Regions from separate parts of the Mus musculus genome. Here region 1 is linked to region 2. A link is a contact called in public promoter capture Hi-C data. All regions are on one chromosome and are shown on one strand. The core of a region is the stretch at or near the end of the contact, and the rest is flanking DNA. Distances in the headings are between cores, read along the strand shown. Region 1 overlaps Zhx3 (zinc fingers and homeoboxes 3). Region 2 overlaps Plcg1 (phospholipase C, gamma 1).

Region 1 (7,106 bases), core at 2,486-4,985, 89 kb after region 2:
AATAGTGATGCCTCCTCTTCTGCCTTTGATGATGGGGCTGAAATTGTTCTCAATGACAACTTTGTAAAGCTCATTTCCTGGTATGACAATGAATATGACTACAGCAACAGGGTAGTGGTCCTCATGGCCTACAGAGCCTCCAAGGAGTAAGGAGCCCTGGGCCACGTGCCCCAGCAAGAATGTAGGAAGAAAAAGGCCCTCAGTTACTGAAAAGTTCCTGTCCCAACACTAAGCATCTCCCTTTACAGTTTCCATCCCAGATCCCCAGGAGGAGGGAGGAACTTAGGGAACCCTACTCTCTTGAATACCATTAGTAGAGTTCACAACATCCCCCCACTCCCACAAAGAAAATTGCTTATCGGATCCTCTTTTATAAATGTTAACAGAAACCAAACTAACAAACACTAAGAAACCAACAGATTAAAATGAGGGCTGTATGCTCAATTGGTCTAAGACTACATAAAACTGGAGACGGTAATGTCAGCATGCTAGTAATCCTTGCACTTGAGAATAGATGTAGAAGGATCAGAAATTCAAAGTCATTCTTGGCTATATAATGAGTTCAAGGCCAGCCTGGGATACAAGAGATGGAAATGGGGTGGGGGGAGGGGGGGTTCAAGTAAGAGGGAGTGAAAAAAGACACTAACATAGTTGACTTAGGTTTCCAAAAAAGAGCACTCTGGGTGAAGTGTCAAATGGATAGTAGTAGGGCTAGAATATGAGCAGAAAAAGAAAACAAATGGCTGGTATAGAAGTCCGCTTTAGTGCCCACAGTGGGCTGCTGGCAATGGAGAAGGTTCTCTGTGTTCTGGAAGCAGGAGGCATCAGCAGGTTTCTGATGAGCTGCACATAAGGAACAGAGTTTAAGGATGGAGCTCAACTTTATGGCTTTAATTACTAAATCCAGGATAGTACTGTTTCCCAAAATGGAGACTGCAGGACAGTTCTGACAACATCAAAGACATGCCCAGAAGCTTTACAGAGCTTTTGCTCAGGATTAATGTTTTTAGATTCTGCAAATATCAAAGGAAATCATATATTTCTCTTCTCACCCTTCCTGCCAAGTAGAAATCTTCAATACATAGTTTTATGTATATTTAACACTAAGAGTAATGCCCCAGATGTCTACTAGGCTTTTAATACCTCTAATGAGGTTCAGATATCAGCTATAACCTAGAATCCTAAGTTCATTACATACAGTAAAGTGGGGCCAGTGAAAGTATTTAAAATAATAAATAGGCAATGGCTCATGGCTACTTTTTACTATTATTTACTAAAGATTACTCTAACAGTGAGAGGTTGGTATAAGCATACTAAAATGTAAATGCATATAAAAAGACATATCACAACTCCCTGACGTCCATCTGGTTGTGTGGCCTTGTGTACATGCACTCACAGAACAGTGGTTTTCTATTCCATGGAAATAACACACCTCTCTACTGCATCTATTCAGTTGTGTAGAGATCCCCAGAGTTCATGACACAGGGATTTAGCCCTCCACTGTGAAGCTGAATGTCCTATAGCATCAAGACTACTCACCACAAAGGGCAAAGGTAAGTACCTCTTCCAGGAAGCCTAGTCAATGAATGCTAACAAAACACAGCTATGAGCCAAAGGCAAGCATGAAGAATCACAATCTCCAATTTCTAACTTACTGTCTATTCAGACACAGCTTCTCTTAGCAATAGTAAATAGAAAACCATCTTAAAAATCTTTGGAGGACAAAGGGTTAGGAGAAAGGTCAAAGTGGAAAGCTTTGGATATGTTAAGTATATGTTTGGGTATTATATGCATAACTTTAAAAGAAAATGTAATACAATTTGGCTTCCCTATAGCAATAAAATTGTATTTCATGCTTCAACTATAAAATATAAAATACTTATTGTATAATGATTCTTAAATGTACAGCTATTGATCAAATAATTAATTTAAGTACTGCATTTGGTATTGATAAGGCACCAAGCAGAATGCTTTACTAGACTCTCTGACTCTCAGGCCACTGACTGTTGTGTTCATCTATGCTGTTCCAGTTGCTCAGGTCTCACTTTACATGCCAGCAATTCCCAAAGCCAGCTTCCTCTCACCATAGGCCAGCTGTACACTGCATATCAGCTCTTGGACAACCCAGTTCCTCTGAAGCTCCTTTGCTTGTGCCAAACCAAAATCAGCCTCTTCTTCAGAACCGATCCATCTCTTCCCCTGCCCACCTCGATGTACAAGCAACAACCAATCCTATGTCTTTCCACTATCTCCAGTTTCCTAAGAGTATCAATACCTATTAGTTTCCCTTCCTGAGATTTTCTTTAACATGTTGGCTATTCAGTTACAGCTGCTCAAAGAAACAGCCTTTCTCACCAAGACTGCAGTCTTCAAACTCTATGCATTTTGTTTTCTACATGAGAGGAAGAGGGAGGCTCTCAGCTGCTAGGAAATCCCTGCCTCACTCAGCTCCCCAACACACTGAACATTGTTCTCAGTCTTTGTACCTGAGATCCTCAGAAGAAGGGGAAGGGCTTAGGTAGCCCCACTCTTGTATATACTATCAATAAAGCCCACTGTTATGCCCAAAATGAGAAAGAAGAAACTTACAGAAGTATTTTTAAAATAATTGTGCTTCACTTCTTACCAAACAAGTACAGTCAGGTGACCGTGCTCCTCTTGTTTTCTAACTCCACAATTAGAATGTTTGTCCTCTGGCTTTGAAAAACAGCACTGGGACACACATTTATGTGACTGAAAAAACTGTAACTCAGTTGTTCCAGAACTATTCCATTTTTAGTTTCTTGTAAGGGAAACGCTTACCAATTTGTTTTGAAATATTATAGCATTCTTTGAATTATAAAAGTGTGATGCAGAGAACTATAAATGAGACATTCACATATGAAAGATGACTTCATCAGTTATCTTCATATAAACTGTGTACATGTACATAAAATGTAAAACCTCAAACTCAATTATGGAGTGCCTTTTAGCTGTTCCACTTTCAATAAAGTTTTTGCATGCACATTATATATAATTTAGTGTTACTGAAATGTTTATATACTATAGTTTTCCTTAATGGTATCTAGAGGTCCTTTGTATTTTGTTATGGAAGTTAAAATATATATTTTCCTCAGAAATTATAGTTAAAAATATAAAGTATTTTAGTCAAGCATGGTGGAGACAGGCAGATCTTTTTGAGTTCCAGGCCAGCCTTGTATAGAGTGAATTCTAGGCCAGTCAGAGCTACACAGTGAGACTCTGTCTCAAAACAACAACAAAACAATAAAAGGAAAATAATTAAATAAAATTAGCTAATTATGAATCCCAGCTAACAGATTGAGCAGTTCAAGACAAAACATTTATTTTCCTAAGCTATTCTACTAAAACCTTGATCTTCTTTGTAGCTAAATACTTAGATTTTAAAGGAAATAATGCTAATATTAGTATCAGGAACCTGACTCTTGGATGCTGCTGTCGCCAACACCTAAGGTTGTTGCATAACCACAGACAGGCAGCTCATCTGCCTAAGCCTTGGTTTCCTCATTTAAAAAGTAAAAGGGGGAACTCACCCACTAACAAGATGATACTAAATTTAGTAAGTAAACATCATCAAATTATTTCCCAGGGAATCCTGGGTTAATTTAGCACTTGAATAATTCTATCAAAGAAGACAAAAATAGTGCTACAGTTGGATGTGTGAGCTCCAGCCTGTCCTCCTCTTACTCTGTGCTGCCCACTAGCTGGTGACACTGCCTGTGCCACCATCAGAAATTCACAATGTAAGCGTTTTCATTTGTAGAACAGAAACAGTAGTGGTGTCTATCTCAGAGAGTTCCTGAGGATTACGTAAGATAATACTTAGTAAATGCATAAAGTCTACCTACCAGGGTAAAAGCTCATCAGGGTTAACCATTGGTACAAGTTGGTATTAGCTAACAATTCAGTCCTAACATTGATACAGGTAAGAAAAATCTACAATGGCATCAGAATAATAGCCAATGTTTATAATGTTCTTTTTTGCATATTTGTAAAGTCTTTTAAATTAAATAGAATAAAACAAAAAGAAAGCAATAATTTCCATTACCACAAATTTGCCACTTATAACTGAAAACATTTAAGTGATATGTTAAAGTTGCTTATGTCTCACTCTCTGTGTTAGGCACACTCTGAGATGGTCACTAATGATCTTTGCCTCCTGGTATTCATGCCCTTGGGTAACCTCCTCTGCTGCAATGTGGGCCAGTTTACTGACTCACTTCTAACAAATACAGCAGATGTGCTGGAGCGTCATTTCCAAAACAAGGTTATAGAGGGGCTCTGGCTTCCGTCTCAGGTGTTTTCTTTCCCTCTTAGATCAAGCTACCTATGAGAAGTCAACATTAAGTCATTAAGCAATCATGGGTACTTGTGAAGAACTAAAGCTAGCAACAACAGCACTTAAATTCGAATTTAGAGTGACGCAAACACTTTTGTTTTTTAAATTTCAATTTGACTGTAACTCTAGACCCTATTATTTATGGATTTGAGATCTCCATTATGGTGGTGACTTTTACACAGTAGCATCATCCCTGTTATCTAGAAAAGTGACTGGCCCACAATAGTTGCACACAGTTTAACTATATGCTAGTTACAAATTAAGACAAAAGAACTGAAGATTTTCAAAATTTGCTGAAGAACAACACATAGAGGTTCATAGACAGAAATTAGCCTACAAAAGACTAGTCTTATCTGGTTAGGACAGTATTTGGAAAAACTACACTGACATAGGTACAATTAGCCAGATACTACCAGTCCTGTTTGGAGGTTGTTGTTTTCTAAAGATATATTTTTAAAATTATGTGTATGGGGAGTGTGCATGTTTAAGTAATGCTGCAAGATGTACAAAAGAGGACATCTGATGTTATGGCAGGTTGAATAAAAATGGCACCCACAGGCTCATAGGGAATGGCACTATTAGGAGGTGTGACCCTGCTAGAGGAAATGTGTCATTCAGACAGACTTTGAGGTTTCAGATGCCCAAGCCAGGCTCAGTGTCACCCTCTCTTTCTGCTGTCTGTGGATCTAAATGAAAAACTCTCAGCTACTTTTCTAGCACCATGCATGCTGCCATGATTCCCACAATGACAATAATGGACTAAAACCCTGAACTGTAAGCCAGCCCCAATTAAATGCTTTGCTTCGTAAGAGTTGCCAGAGTCATGGCAGCATCTATTCACAGCAATAAAACTCTAAGGCAGATGTCCTGGCATTACAGGCAGTTGTGAGATGCCCAATGTGAGTACTGGGAACCAGATTCAGGTTCTCTCCAAGAGTACTACTCACCCTTTAACCACCACTGAGCTATGTCTCCAACCTGTCAGTCCTACCTTTAGATTATCTCCCCATGGTCCCCTTAGCCTATGCCTAGATATTCTGCATCATTAGAAATGTTGAAAAATAGGCTTGGAACGTTTCAGCACTAGAAATATGGGTATTCTAAATATTTGTAAAGCTCCTTTGAATTTCAGGGCTCTGTAATATTGCTTATTTGGGGGCATATATATAGTTCAATATTTAATGCTAGTAGTATATTAAACTAAATAGACATGCATGTTTAGAAACACTTGGAAGAAATCAGAGCATTTTTTAGACATGCTAATATACCCTAGAAAATATTCCTGAACAAATAACCATTTTTTAATTAATAATTTTATTTGTTTACATTTTCAAGTGATATCCCTATTCCTGGTTACCCATCCACACACCCCCATCTTATCTCCCCTCCCCTTTGCCTCTATGAGGGTGCTCCTCTACCCACTCGCTCACTCCTGCCTCACCACCTAGCATGCCCCTAATGCTGGGACATCAACCTTCCACAGAACCAAGGGCCTCCCCTCCTATTGATTTCAGATAAGGCTGTCCTCTGCTCATATGTACCTGGAGCCGTGGATCCCTTTATGAATACTCTTTGGTTGGTGGTTTAGTCTCTGGGAGCTCTGGGTGGTCCAGTTAGTTGATATTGTTCTTGCTATAGGGTTGCAATCTCCTTCAGCTCCTTCAGTCCTTCCCCTAGCTCTTCCATTGGGGTCCCCAGACTCTGTCCAATGGTTGACTTTGAATATCTACATCTATATTGGTCAGGTGCTGGTAGAACCTCTCAGGAAACAGCCATACCAGGTTCCTGTCAACAAGTGCTTCTTGGCATCAGCAATAGTGTGGGGGTTTAGTGTCTGCTGATGGGATTGATTCCTAGGCAGAGCGGTCTCTTTTTCAATAATCACTACATTACTATTGAATAATAATCTAATTCCAGTTGTGTTATCCAATGTCAAGTCCATGGATGAGTGGCTCCAAACTCAATGTCAGTCCAATAGAGAAGAAATAAAGATGCTTCTTGTTCCACTTCAAATCTGTAAGGGGCTGGTTATATCATGGTACTGAATACAGAATGGTGTCTCCCATTTTTTCTACAAAGGAGGTCTCTGTCTCCCTTGGGTAGCATGCTAAGGATATGACCATGCTCTACCAATTCAGGATTTGGATATGTCTACCAAATGTTTTAAAATTTGTCTCTTTCCTTTCAACAGTTTAATTAATGTCAGTTAAGACTGTCTTAAACAATCCAATGAGTCTTTCAAGCTTTTTGCACTCCAGGTGAAAATGCCACAGAGAAATGATTATATTTTACTTATTCACTATATTCCAAGTGGCTATCAGCAAGCTGACAAAAAAGAGGTAGTATTTAAAAATCTGAGCAAAAGGACAAAAATTTTACTTAGTAGAAATTTATCTCCATCCTGTAATCCATTAAAGAAATCACAATGAATTCTACAAAGTAAGTAGATGTAATAAATAGTTCTCTATCTTAGAATAATAATTATTTTTTGAAACAAAAATCACTGATAGAGTTTGGGGGTTGTAACTAAATAGCAGACTTCTGGTTTAGACTGCAGAAGGTTCTCCATCCCCCGCCCCCCCCATACACACACAAGGAAGGAGGGAGGGAGGGAGGGAGGGAGGGAGGAAGGGAGGGAGGGAGGGAGGGAGAGTTAAGTCTGAGAAAAGGGACATCTGTACTTCTGTGTTCTTAACCTGTGTTCTAGGATTAGGGGTTAGGGTTAGAATTACCCTGTGTTCTAAAGAAT
Region 2 (7,593 bases), core at 4,835-7,334:
AACTCTGAGTTTGACAGCCTGGTTGACCTCATCAGCTACTATGAGAAGCACCCCCTGTACCGCAAAATGAAGCTACGCTACCCCATCAACGAGGAGGCACTGGAGAAGATCGGGACAGCTGTGAGAATGGCGGGGATGGGGGGCAGGGATCCCAGTATAGTTAGAGGACATTCACAATGTACCACTGTCTGAATGTGTTGAAAACTCATCTTGGGGTATTTTCAAGTTCACATGAGAGCGCTAGGAGTAACTGGGAACTATGGTGTGTAGCTGGAGGAAATGGCACCTGAGCCGTGCCTGGGTATTCAGACAAAGTCCCCATGAACTAAGCGGTAGGTGGCAAGGTCTAGGAGCTCACATGGACTGGGTCTGGAGTGTATGGGGCAGAGTAGGTACAATTGTATAGATGTGTTTGTTCTGTGGGAAGGCTCTGGAGGGAAGACCGTGGCTTGGTAGTGCAAGGGTCTTGGATCAGTGTTGTGGTTTTTAATAGAAGGCAGGCATCTCACACAGGATTGGTTGCGAGTTGTCAGTTGTGACACGATAACCTGGTCAGGGTCATGCTGTTCCCTGAAGTCAGGAGAGGTGTGCTGGGCTACTTCCTGACCGTGAGCTCAGCCACTGAACAAACATTAAGTATGTGGTGTTGCTGGCAGCTCGGCAGCAGGGAGCTCCGGCTGCAGGAGCCACAGTGGTGGATGTGGGGTAAGAGTGCAAAAGGAGTGTGGATCAAGTCCCTACAGGCACCCTCCCCTTGGAAGATGAGGAGGGGGATTCCTGTAGGCCAGGGGCCAATGAGCTGGGGCAAATGTCCTGTAGAAGAGGCCAGCTGTGCTTCAGAAACTGGGCAATGGGAGCTAGCAGCTGCATTTATCTCAGTTCTGGGATGGTGATAGATCACAATGTGTCCTGTTTCCAGGAACCCGATTATGGGGCACTATACGAGGGCCGCAACCCTGGTTTCTATGTGGAGGCAAACCCTATGCCAACTTTCAAGGTAAATATCTGTGCTTGGCACAGGAAGCCACAAGGAAGGAGGGGTTCCCTACTGCTTGGGGCTTATATTTCTGTATTCTGGGCCCTTTTGTGGTAGGTGTGGAGAAACAAGTGTTAGTTGTGGTTTTCTGAGGCTCAAGAGATTTTAAGATGTGTGGTTGGTAAATGACCATAAATCTCCAGGGATCAACCACTTTATAGCCAGTGTCTTGGGTTAGAACTGGCCCTTTGTCACCATTCCTTCAGAGTGATCCCCGTGTCTTCCATGGGTAGTAAGTAGAACAGGGGCCAGATGGCACACTGTCCAGGCATTCCCTTCGTTATGAAGATCTTAGGGTCTTCTTGGTTTTGACCTTTTCTTTAATGTAGCACATTGCCCTGTAAGAGTCTTAACTATGGAGGGAGCTCCACAGGGCTGTGCACTTACTCTTACTGGACCTCAGCCCTGGCTTGTGGGAGCAGACCCCAGACAGAGTGCCAAAGACTCTACCTGGGTGGCCAAGAATTTCCCTGGAGAAAACCCATCCTGCTTGTTCTGAAACTTACCCCAAGACAGCATTAAGACCTGTGTCTAGGGTCACTTGCCAACAGTGGCACTGCCCACTAGCGTAAGCCCAGGCACATGTAGGCACATGTATGCACATGTGCTGTACTAGGTTAAAGGATGGGGACTGCCCTCTGCTTTACTCCACACAATCCAATCCCACTGTCTCACCTCTGCAGTGTGCAGTAAAAGCCCTCTTCGACTACAAGGCCCAGAGAGAGGATGAGCTGACCTTCACCAAGAGTGCCATCATCCAGAATGTGGAAAAGCAAGATGGTGGCTGGTGAGATAAACCATCCAGGCTAGAAAGCCTGTGGTGTGGTGGGACAGGAGGCCGGGGCCTCTGTGGAGCTGTCACTGAAAGCACTTGTGACAGTATGCTTTGAGAGCATCTGTCTCATGCTCACTAGCAGTGTCTGCCTTGGCCTGACTTATGTGTGGGAACCCCCCAGGAAGAGCTTGTGAGTTTGGGGCAGTTGCTGGAGTCAGTACCCTGTGGCTTCCACAGGTGGCGAGGGGACTATGGTGGGAAGAAGCAGCTGTGGTTCCCCTCAAACTATGTGGAAGAGATGATCAATCCAGCAGTCCTAGAGCCTGAGAGGGAGGTATGTCTGGAACCACTCTGTGTCACGGGTTTGTTTCCCTGTCCCCAGGTTTTCTTTTGATGTGTCTATCACACCCAGGCCTTCCTGTCATCTGTGAGCCACACATCCTGTGTGGCTACACTCTAGTCTCTCTTGTACCTATGTCATGCTTGGCTGGTCATGAGTAGACCTAAAAGATCGTCAAAAAGTTCCCTCAGCTGAGCCTGCGGCAGCGATGCTGACCATCCTGGGGTTTTGCTTCCTACAGCACCTGGATGAGAACAGCCCACTGGGGGACTTGCTGCGAGGGGTCTTAGATGTGCCAGCTTGTCAGATCGGTGAGATCTAATTCCTAGCTCATGATTCCTCTTAGTGTCAGGGTGTCCTTGTCACTCCTCCTGCTTCTGGAGAGGAATCCAGTGGCCGAGTTCCCAGAGGCTACTCTTATACTATGGAAGTCCCAGACTCTTTTGTCATCCCCAAATTTTACCCTCTGCCAAGTACAGTGGAGTCAAAAGTTGGCAGAGATGTTGACAGACTGACATCCAGTCCTAATGGTTTAGACCACAGCATTGTGACAGAAGCTTGGAGATGGGTTAGGGTGGGGGCTACAGTGCATGGCTCCAAGGAAGAGGCATGAGTCTCAGCTGGGTTGGAGCCTTGGTTCCACCATAACTACTATGGTATGTCTGAGCTACAGTATCCTCTGTAAATCGGATCTATATACCAGTTTTGCCTGCTTATAAGTATGGCCAGGAAGAAATGGAATGAATTCCTTTGAGCCAGTGTCTATGGCTGTGGTTCTCAAACTGTGGGTTTTAACCCCTTTGGAGGCCTAACAACCCTTTCCCAGGGTTTGCATATCAGATACGCTGCATATCAGATATTTACAGTATAATTCATAAATAGTAGCAAAATTATGAAATATCAATGAAAAAATTTTATGGTTGGAACTATATTGAAGGGTTCACAGCATTAGAAAGCCCAGAGAGCATTCCTAGCCCTGTATTATTTTACCCCCAACAGCCATCCGTCCTGAGGGCAAAAACAACCGGCTCTTCGTCTTCTCCATCAGCATGCCATCAGTGGCTCAGTGGTCCCTGGATGTTGCAGCTGACTCACAGGAGGAGTTACAGGACTGGGTGAAAAAGATCCGTGAAGTTGCCCAGACTGCAGATGCCAGGGTGAGAACCTGCCACAGCTTAGAAGGTGCTACTGGGATCTGTGGGGGCAACATGTGGGCCTGCCCGGGAGCCAAGGCCTCCAACCCCCAGCGAGCTCCTCTAGAGAAGGCAACTGATGTGGCCAGGCCTTAGATAAGGCACCCAAAAGAACAAACTCAAGACAGGATTGTGATGGATGGGCTTAGGAAATGTTGAGCATTAAGTACTCTCGATCACCTGAATGAGTGTAAGGCAAGAGGGAAGAGAGGTCCTGGGCTGGCAGCAGGAGTCAGATCAGGCTTAGAAGAGAGGAAGAGGGTTCACGTAAACATTTGTAACAGGGCATGGGTCTGGGACAGGAGGCAGAGAAGTTACAGATACCCACAGTAGTGGAACTTTGCTATGCTGAGGGCCACAGAGGTATGGTGTCCTGTAGCTTTAAAAGCAGCAGATATTCCTAGTGACACTATTGAGGTGTCTTAGTGTCATGAGAAGGTTGGATGGCAGTGGGTTGTAGGGAGTTCAGAGTGGGAGTTGGAGTTTGTGGATAGTGGGTAGCATGTATTTGTTTGGAAGGACCAGCTTTCTGGAGGAGCCCTCTTCCATTGAGCCTGGCGAAGCATTTGTAGATGTATGGAAGCTTCTACTTAGAGCCTGTCCCCCCAGCGCATTTGGTGAGCAGATTTGTGACTGGGGACAGACACAATGCTGAGGATTTTGTTAGTGTGCCCCGGAGGGCAAGGTACTGAAAGATCCAGTGGCTGGCAGGCTAGACCCTGCCTGGATTTAGCCTGGAATGAAAAGAAAGATTATAAATAGTGGAGCCCCTGAAGGAGAAGACTACAAAGAACAGTGTGGGGAGTGCCTGAGTAGGCTGCAGCTAAGATCGGGAACGGGAGGAGGAAGGCTGCATTGGCCATGGGGACGTGAGATGGTAAGGTCGTCTAAGGCACACACATTGCCAGGTGGGCTTAAGGCCTTAGTGCTTCAGGGAACCGGGAAGCAGTGTTTTTGCTGAAGGACGAGGCTAGGTAAAGAATAATCAGAAAGCATTATTGGGAGGGCCTTGCCGACCTTAGCTCCATGTGAGGTCATTTGGCACTTAAGTTATGGTGAGACTTCCACCCCAAGAGGGTTGGGGAACAAGTGTATCTGTGGAGACGAAGAAAGAGATAATTTTTGGCCAAAACTGGGAGCCAGTAGTTTTGTTTAGTGTCTGCTGCTATTTAAAATGTGCAAGGAGAGAAGAGGGCCTCAGAACACCTGAAGTGTGTGTGTACCCAAGGCTGGTAGGAGCTTCCTTCTCCTGGGCAGGGCTCAGCCTGGGCCTTGTGTGTGTCACCAGCTCACTGAGGGAAAGATGATGGAGAGGAGGAAGAAGATCGCCTTGGAGCTCTCCGAGCTTGTGGTCTACTGCCGGCCCGTTCCCTTTGATGAAGAGAGTAAGGCTGGGGCCAGGTGTGGTGTGCATGTGCTGAGGGGCTGGTGGCTTGAGAGTGGCGTTTAATACCCTGTCCCTTACATACACTACACAAGGGGGCCGCTCTATACACGCTCTCACTGTTTGGCTCAGAGATTGGCACAGAACGTGCTTGTTACCGGGACATGTCCTCCTTTCCGGAAACCAAGGCTGAGAAGTATGTGAACAAGGCCAAAGGCAAGAAGTTCCTCCAGTACAACCGGCTGCAGCTCTCGCGCATCTACCCTAAGGGCCAGAGGCTAGACTCCTCCAATTATGACCCTCTGCCCATGTGGATCTGCGGTAGCCAGCTTGTAGCACTCAATTTCCAGACCCCAGGTGAGGGGGTCTCTGTGGGTGGGGAGAGACACTTAGGGCAGTTCCACTGGAGCACACTGTAATCCCACTCTTGCAGACAAGCCTATGCAGATGAACCAGGCCCTCTTCATGGCTGGTGGGCATTGTGGCTATGTGCTGCAGCCAAGCACCATGAGAGACGAAGCCTTTGACCCCTTTGATAAGAGCAGTCTCCGAGGTCTGGAACCCTGTGTCATTTGCATTGAGGTGAGTATATTTGTCTGGGTTCTTCAGGGTGGGAAAGGGTTATGAAGACCATTGATACTAAACCTGCTAAGAAGGTGGCGACCAGGTGGGTCAGCACAAGTGGGAAAGGGTACAGGGCCAGAGGTGAGCAGCATTTCTGCTTTACATTGGGGAAGAGAACTTATCTTGGTCTATTCCTGAGCTTGAAGTAGGACCACCTGAAGTGGAAATCCAGCTACAGGTTCTCTGTGAGGTTGGGATCCCAGGGGTAGCATGGCTGATCATGGCCAGTTTTTGGCACAAATGAGTTAGGATGTCGGGTTAAAGCTAACCTGTGAAAAGTCACTACCTGGAAGGAAAAACCTGGTCAGAATGACACAAATCAGGCTAAAAGGGGCCTGTGCTGAGCCAGGCTCCTGTCTGCAGGACCAAGCAAAACCTGAGCTTGCTAGAGCATGACCAGCAGCCTGTTTGCCTTTCCCAGTTCCTAGAATAGAGCTCCCCAGTCCATGTCTGGTGAAATGCTGTGATCAAGGGTCAGCTCAGCCTTCGCTATGGGAATCAGCAGGGGTGGCCTGAACAGTCTGGAAAGAGTAAGAATAGTCTATGGCCAGCTGAGCACACTTAGGAGCACAGAGCCACAGATGGACATGACTGCTACTTTCCAGATATTCCCTCTAAAGTGGAATAATTTAAAAGATTCCCACATTGGAACAGACATGGATTTAACATGAAATGGACTGCCAAGTACGCATGATACTTAGCTAAAGCTCAGGGTTTTACAGCCAACAGCTTGCTCTGGAGTGAACAATGAGCGGCCTAATGGGCAGCACCTTCAGGGCCCAGCAGGGGGCATACTGCCTCCATGGTGCATTTTCCTCCACGATTTGCTCCCCAAGCTTCTGCTGGGAGGATGTTCGGGGTGCTGGGGGGATGTCATCACCCCATCTCTGCCTGCCTGCCTCACAGGTGCTGGGGGCCAGGCATCTGCCGAAGAATGGCCGGGGTATTGTGTGTCCTTTTGTGGAGATTGAGGTGGCTGGGGCTGAGTACGACAGCACCAAGCAAAAGACGGAGTTTGTAGGTAAGTCAGTCTTCCCTCATTACCCATCATTCCCCTGGGGTGTTAAAGACCTCTCCACCAGTCATCACATCCCGTAGATGTGGCCTCAGCTTTTGCCCTTGCTTTCACAGTGGACAACGGACTGAACCCTGTGTGGCCTGCTAAGCCCTTCCACTTCCAGATCAGTAACCCAGAGTTTGCCTTTCTGCGCTTTGTGGTGTATGAGGAAGACATGTTTAGTGACCAGAACTTCTTGGCTCAGGCTACTTTCCCAGTAAAAGGCCTGAAGACAGGTGAGGAATCTTCCTTATAAAGTCTTGCTGTCAGGATGGGGCTTATCCACTTGCTTGACACTTGATAGGCTGAGAGCCAGGTATTTCTCTTAGGATATAGAGCAGTGCCTTTGAAGAACAACTACAGTGAAGACCTGGAGTTGGCCTCCCTGCTCATCAAGATTGACATTTTCCCTGCTAAGGTAACTACAGCAGCGTGAGCAGAGAGTTCAGTCATAGCCCCTGAGATGCAGAAGAGACCTCAACTTTTGTGCACTTCCCTTGCTGAGCAGGAGAACGGTGACCTCAGTCCTTTCAGTGGCATATCCCTAAGGGAACGGGCCTCAGATGCCTCCAGCCAGCTGTTCCATGTCCGGGCCCGGGAAGGGTCCTTTGAAGCCAGATACCAGCAGCCATTTGAAGATTTCCGCATCTCGCAGGAGCATCTAGCAGACCATTTTGACAGTCGGGAACGAAGGTGAGGGAGATGAGGGGAAGTTAGCCAGTGTGGGACCTTGGAGGAAGGGTGCTGGAGCCAGAAAGATCAATCCTTTGGCAGCTTTCTCCTCTGTGGAAAAGGGATAACCGTGTGTCTTGGGTTGTCCTGTCTGGCTGCAAGGCCAGTAAGGACACTTCACTTCTGTTCAGGGCCCCAAGAAGGACTCGGGTCAATGGAGACAACCGCCTCTAGTCAGACCCCACCTAGTTGGAGAGCAGCAGGTGCTGTCCACCTGTGGAATGCCATGAACTGGGTTCTCTGGGAGCTGTCTACTGTAAAGCCTTCTTGGTCTCACAGCCTGGAGCCTGGATTCCAGCAGTGAAGGCTAGACAAAACCAAGCCATTAATGATATGTATTGTTTTGGGCCTCCCTGCCCAGCTCTGGGTGAAGGCAAAAAACTGTACTGTGTCTCGAATTAAGCACACACATCTGGCCCTGAATGTGGAGGTGGGTCCTTCCATCTTGGGCC

Evidence for each region. Capture Hi-C pulls out chosen DNA fragments and counts their contacts.
Region 1: a promoter capture Hi-C map of liver shows a contact between it and region 2. The contact joins two enhancer-like sites. A contact is called at or near these places in 2 of 484 Hi-C or Micro-C datasets (the HL-1 cell line and liver), 2 of 115 datasets of contacts at active chromatin or transcription factors (embryonic fibroblasts and embryonic stem cells) and 3 of 9 other capture datasets (adipose tissue, liver and pancreatic islet).

What each region holds. Positions count from the first base shown.
Region 1 is chr2:160,846,321-160,853,426 of GRCm38.p6, forward strand. The region is part of intron 1 of Zhx3 (zinc fingers and homeoboxes 3); the gene reads right to left. Among named protein-coding and RNA genes, the nearest start is that of Zhx3, 23 kb to the right of the region's middle. Within about 2 kb of position 3,736, at least 15 of the 459 cell types and tissues checked have an H3K27ac peak or open chromatin away from gene starts, as enhancers often do. A contact at or near this core is called in liver, where this site is marked.
Region 2 is chr2:160,754,822-160,762,414 of GRCm38.p6, forward strand. Plcg1 (phospholipase C, gamma 1) reads left to right here. Exons shown (of 34, transcript NM_021280.3): 20 at 1-120; 21 at 920-997; 22 at 1,720-1,823; 23 at 2,049-2,145; 24 at 2,393-2,462; 25 at 3,151-3,308; 26 at 4,633-4,729; 27 at 4,861-5,085; 28 at 5,162-5,310; 29 at 6,259-6,373; 30 at 6,484-6,645; 31 at 6,739-6,827; 32 at 6,918-7,102. Among named protein-coding and RNA genes, the nearest start is that of Plcg1, 27 kb to the left of the region's middle. Within about 2 kb of position 6,085, at least 11 of the 459 cell types and tissues checked have an H3K27ac peak or open chromatin away from gene starts, as enhancers often do. A contact at or near this core is called in liver, where this site is marked.